Linked DNA regions of Sus scrofa: region 2 is linked to region 1. The links are chromatin contacts, called in public HiChIP or PLAC-seq maps. All regions are on one chromosome and are shown on one strand. The core of a region is the stretch at or near the end of the contact, and the rest is flanking DNA. Distances in the headings are between cores, read along the strand shown. Region 1 holds the start of PLXNA3 (plexin-A3). Region 2 holds the start of RPL10 (ribosomal protein L10).

Evidence for each region. HiChIP or PLAC-seq counts read pairs in DNA pulled down with a chosen protein or histone mark.
Region 2: an H3K27ac HiChIP or PLAC-seq map of alveolar macrophages shows a contact between it and region 1. The contact joins the promoter of RPL10 here to the promoter of PLXNA3 in region 1. A contact is called at or near these places in 1 of 5 promoter capture datasets (fetal liver), 2 of 47 Hi-C or Micro-C datasets (blood and embryonic fibroblasts) and 1 of 2 datasets of contacts at active chromatin or transcription factors (alveolar macrophages).

What each region holds. Positions count from the first base shown.
Region 1 is chrX:124,980,965-124,983,738 of Sscrofa11.1, reverse strand. It overlaps PLXNA3 (plexin-A3), which reads right to left and starts at 1,432. Exons shown (of 34, transcript XM_021080740.1): 1 at 1,325-1,432.
Region 2 is chrX:124,925,841-124,928,614 of Sscrofa11.1, reverse strand. It overlaps RPL10 (ribosomal protein L10), which reads right to left and starts at 1,366. Exons shown (of 6, transcript NM_001044543.1): 1 at 1,198-1,366; 2 at 302-360; 3 at 104-211. The coding sequence starts at 1,220.

The sequences.
Region 1 (2,774 bases), core at 183-2,682:
AGGCAGGGAGAAAACAATCGCAAATTGGCAGCGGGTGTCAGGACACTACCCGGGACAGAGGCCCAAGGCTTCGAAGCCTGAGACCAGTCGCAGGACGCCACATCCAGGTTCCTGGCCGCAGCTGCCTCCCTGCCCAAGGCCTCCCTCTGCTAGCTGTCCAGGAGCCTGCTGTGTAGCCTATACCGGCTGCAACACAAAGCCGAGTCGCGCCTGCCCCCACAGCCACGCACAGAGACAGACATAAGTCAGGCTCTGCTCAGGCGCAGCCAGACAGATGCCCAGGCAGCCCCGCGCAGCTCTTCCTCCAAACCCAGAGGTTCGCTGGGGAAAGGGAGACGCAGGGGGGCCCGAGGAGCCCTACGGAAAGGAGGCCACGGTCGCAATACAGCTGAGACCTTGGGGAGATGGGCTGGGGGCGCACAGAAGCAGTACTGCGCTTGGCTGGGTCTTCACCCCTAGGCCACACCCAGCCCTCGACCAGCTCCAGGCAACCAAGCCAGTAGAGCAGTGTCGTGGCAGCGGACAGGGCAGGGCTCAGGGCTCCGCTCTCAGTGCCCAAGCCCCCAGGGAGACACAAGGTACCCGGCCGGGGCGGGGTGGGGGGGGTGCAGAGACCCAAACCAAGGAGGCACAGAAGAAAGCGGGGAAATGCATTTGCTGGAACAAGGAGCAGACACAGCCTGGAACTGCCGAGTTTCAGCTCAGACTGATCATCTCTCTGGGGCTCTTTTGTCAGGTCCGAATCCTGGACCCTCCATGCAACAGCCGGAGAAGAAAGAAAGAGAAGGAGGCCTCATCCCCTCCTCACCTCCTCCACTCGGCGGCACAGGAATACAAGCGGAAGAATGGGCCTGGGCAGGTGGCCTGGGAGACCTGGAGAGGCAGGACTGGCAGCCCAAGCGCCCACCCCAAACCTTAGCCTGTAAGTGAGAGCCTGGGGCATCACCGGCTCCCCCACCTCTCTGCTACAGCCCGGCCAGCAGAGCCCTAGGAGGGGACAGACCCTCGCAGAGACCCGGCTCCAGCGCCCACTCCCCAGTGCCCCGCGCTGTGCTCCTGGCCCGGCTCGCCCTGCCCCCACCAGGGACGCCCCCCTCGGCGGACCCACAGGGACCCCCATGGAGGGCGGCGCGGCATCAGCCCTTGCAGCGGCCGCTCCTCCGCCACAAAGGGTCGGTCCCCCACAGGGCTGGCCCCGGAGAAGGCAGGGGGCCCGGGCGGGCCCTGACCCCTTCGGGGCTGAGCCGAACCCCCGGGCTGCGGGAGCCCCGGGCCGCCGAGCAGGCGGGACCCCCACGGGAGGCAGGGGATGGCGGCCACCTACCTGTCCCTTCGCCGCCGCTGGCTCCGGGGGGCCGCCCTCCAGCCCCACACCGGCCCCGTTCGCGCGCCCCGCCGCCGCCGCCGCCGCCGCCGCACCCCGCAGCCCGCGCGCCAGCGCCGCTGCCGCCGCCGCCCACACACTGGGCCGGCCCGCCGCCGCCGCCGGGGCCTTTTAAACCCGGACCGTACCACCGCGCCGGGCGGGGGCGCCCGGGGAGGACCGAGCGGCGGGGCTCACGCGCGAGGGCCGCTCTCCGCGGAGCCAGGGAGAGGCCCAGGGCGCAGGCCAGGCCCCGAGAGCCGCTGGGTCCCCGCCCGCGAGCCGACGCCCCTCGCGCCGGGGCCGCGGCCGCGGCGCGCGTCTCTCCCCCTCGTCGCGGCCGGCGGCTCGGGCAGCCCCGGGAACCGCGCGCCCGCGCGCGCCCGCGCCACACCCCCTCGGGCCGCGGGCGCGCGCAGACCCCGCCCCGGCGCTCGGGGGCGCGCCTGGGGCCACCTGCCGCGCGCGCGCCGCGCTCCTCGTCCCCGCCCTTCCTTCAGGCGCACACCTGCCACGGCCTCGCGGCCCCGAGGCCCCTCTGCCTGCGACGGTCGGTGACCCCGGGCTCGGCGCGAGGCCTCGGAGCTGTCGGCCATTCGCACGGGGCCCTGCCCCACGCGCGGCCCTCGGTTTCTCTCATCGCCTTGGTTTCCTTGGCCTTTTCGGTTTAGACGGCTTCCTTGAGATGGCATCCATCTATCCTGCCAGTGGCTCATTTACAGTGTCACGTTGGGCCAGTGTCTGGTGTATTCACAAAGTTGGGCAACCAGCCACATTATTAGACCCGCAAACGTCTTCATCACCCCCAAAGAAAAGCCCCGAGTACCCACTATCAGTCCTCGCTGGTCCACCTCTCACCCGCCCTGGCACAGCCCACCTCCAGCCGGCCGCACTGCCCCCACCCCAGGCCCCGGTGCCCACTCCTCCACTTGCGGCCGATGGCTTTCCCTCTTCTGGCCGTCTCACAGCAGTGGATTCACACAATCCGCTTGGGTCTTTGGCGTCTGGGGTCTTCCGCTGAGCATGATGTTTTGATATTGTGACCTGTATCAGGACTTTGTTTCTTTTTAGGGCCAAAGAATATTCCATTACTTGGATATTCCACTGTTATTGATGCGTTCATCAATTGGCAGGCACTGCTGTCGTTTCCATCTTTCGGCTCGGGTGAACAACGCTGCTACAGACATTCCTCTCTATGTTTTTGTGCGAACGCGTTATCGTTTCCCTTCCACTTAGGAGTGAAACTGCTGGGACAAACGATAACTCTGTTTTTAATGTTTTTAAAAATTTATTTGTCTTTTTGCCATTTCTTGGGCCGCTCCTGCGGCATATGGAGGTTCCCAGGCCAGGGGTCGAATTGGAGCTGTAGGCGCCGGCCTACGCCAGAGCCACAGCCATGCGGGAATCCGAG
Region 2 (2,774 bases), core at 117-2,616, 55 kb after region 1:
CTGGTTGTTTGGCAAGAGGCTCCTGACCAATGAATGACCTGCTGACTCCAGCAGAGCGAGGTCTAGCTCTGACTGGGACGATGAGCAAGGAGCCCGGCCTCACCTTCAGAGGAGAGTTGCTCGTACTCATCTGACACCATGTGGCCACAGAGCGGAAACTCATCCACTTTTGCCTTCTTCCGCCCCAGGTCAAAGATGCGGATCTTAGCATCTGAAGAAACAACTCTGGTTAGCGTCGGGGGTGCCACAGGCAACTGAGTCCGTGCGGCCGTAGAAGGTTGAGAGCCTTCCCGCTACTTACCAGGGACACCTCGGCAGAACCGAGACTTTGGGTACGGCTTGTTCTTGCAATACCGGTAACTGCGGAAGGCAGAAAAGACCCAGGCTTGTAAAGATTCACAAACGAAGGCCTCAATGGGCACTCTGAGTGCTACCTCAAGTTAAGACCAAAAGGGGAGCTGGGAAAGGTGAGATGACACACGTCCATCTCTAAGTTATGTCTCCACTCCTGGAGATTTGCCCTAAAGCAAGATGTAGCCAAAAGTTAGGACACCCGATCCGGGAGCTTATAAAGGAACGCCAGCATATCCTCCATCCCCTGCTGGTCTTTACACTTCCTATGAGGCCAACGCTTTGAAACAGACCATGTAAACATTTCATTTCATCTACCTAAAGACGTTTGGGCACGTGGCAATGAGTCCTTCTCTGAGCCACGTGAAGGGCTCCCGGCGCCCCCTGCAGGGCACACGAGGCGGCTGAGCTTTTCCGGGACTGCCCTTGGCCTCGGAGGAGCCTGAACGGCACGTCGCCTGGAAATAAGATGAGGATGGTATACAAAGGCCCAGAAAGAGCACTGAGCTTAAAAAGCCAGCGCATTTCGAGAACAGAGGGCGAGATGCAAGGCGGTTTCCATTGTAGCCCGAAACTGGGGCAGCGTATGCCGTGTAGGTCCAACCCGCAACTCGAACAAAATCGGAGAAACATAAATGACAAATAGCAGCCTGAACTTACTTTTTAAAAAAGACAGTTTAAACAAAGGCCTAAAGCGACCCGGATGGTACTGGGGAAAACGCGGAGTCTGTTCCCAGGGCAGGAAAGGCGCAAAAGGGAGACCCCACCCCATGGCTACTTTTAGTAGCCAAATGCAGTTCTCCCTCCCTTTTCCCAGCAGCAAAACTGCATGGACTAGGCACTCACCACCGGGCGGGGCGGCGGCCCATGGCGACACCAAGATCTTCAGTGGCTGCAACGAAACAGACAAAGTCGGAAGAAAAGACGAACACAGGCCTCAAGGGAGGAGACAGAAACGGCAAGGACACCGCCACGGCCTGATCCCGCGACTACTCACCGCGCCGAAGGAAAAGAGGCGCTCCCACGCCTGCGCATCCTTTATATAGGCGGTCTATCTTCACGGGTAGGAACCATAGAGTCTGGGGGCGGGCGAGGAGACGCTCTGTTAGACTTCCGGACCATAGACGCGGCGGTGCTCTGCGCATGTGTACGGGCGTGCCTGCGCACATGCGCAGAGCGGGAAGGCGGCTGAGCACCCGGCCGTGAGCGGCAGACTGGCGAATGGGGCTTCGCCACATCGGCTCGAGGAGCCAGCTTCCGGTTGGCCATCTTGGGCGTAAAATTCTTGCCCGAGGCTTCGCCGTAACTATAAAAGACATCTGTTCCTAGCACTGGAAGAAAGTACTCCCGAATGGGGCTCGCGGCGGCCGCACACCTGTCCCCTGGCATCGTGAGGCTTGGGACGAGCCCTCTGTGCCTCCCCCGTGCGGTTCCAGGGCTCGGCAGGGACGCACCCTAATGGAGCTTCGGCCATCGTTCCTTTGTGGACCGGGAGGCCCGCCCAACCCCACCCCCGTCCTCCCTGTCCTAAACGAGGAGTCTTGGCACCCACTTTGTTGCGAGCCAAGTCCCCGTTCCCTGGAGACCCGGGGCGGGGCGTATGCCCTCCCGCCAGAAAAGCCAAGGAAATGCGGCCACAAAGGTCCAGGGCTCTGGAGACCCCGTGACCACCATTGAGCCTACCCCTCCACAGCGGAGAAAATTAGACGTTATGCTCTCCAGAGTGACTTGGAGAAGAGGAAAAGGAAGGTGGCGACCACACCCAGTTAGCAAAGGAGCACTGTCACTTCAGCTGCGCCCGAGTTCTGGCTTCTGAAAGCTGCCTTGATCCGTGCTCCTGAAAGCTCCTACCCTCCCAAGGGACCAGGATGCGGCATCCCCCCCCCCCAAACACACACAGTGTCTTCTAGCGCCTCCTGAGTGTGCCTCTGAGATGTTTTGAGATAAAGCAAAGATCCTTCCCCTGTCTGTCCAAGAATGGTATCCAGAGAAGTGTGCAGAGCTAGTGCTCATGTCAGCAGGGATCCAAAGCAGAGGTGACCACGATCTGGAGGTAGGGACAGCAGGAAAGTAACAAGGTCTTCCCCATGCTACCTAACAGGCATGACTCACCTGTTCTCTAGGACTACCTGTAACTTTAGAGAATGTTTTCTTTAGGAAAACTTGGGGAGATTTGTGGCATGCATTTCCAGCAACAGGGTAGGGTCCGTCCCAGGGAACAGAGCCTCCCTTTCCAACAGGGTCATCTGGGTCTGGAAACTGGATGAGAAGATGTGACTTTCCCTGGGGGAGCTCAAGTCAGGTGCTGGGCTCCCAGACTAGAGCGTTTAGGGTTATACACATAAAGCAGGGCTGTAGCAGGCTGCCCAACTATTGCCTTCCTAGAGGCACTGCAGTCTTTTCAGACTGCTCTAATGGCTTTC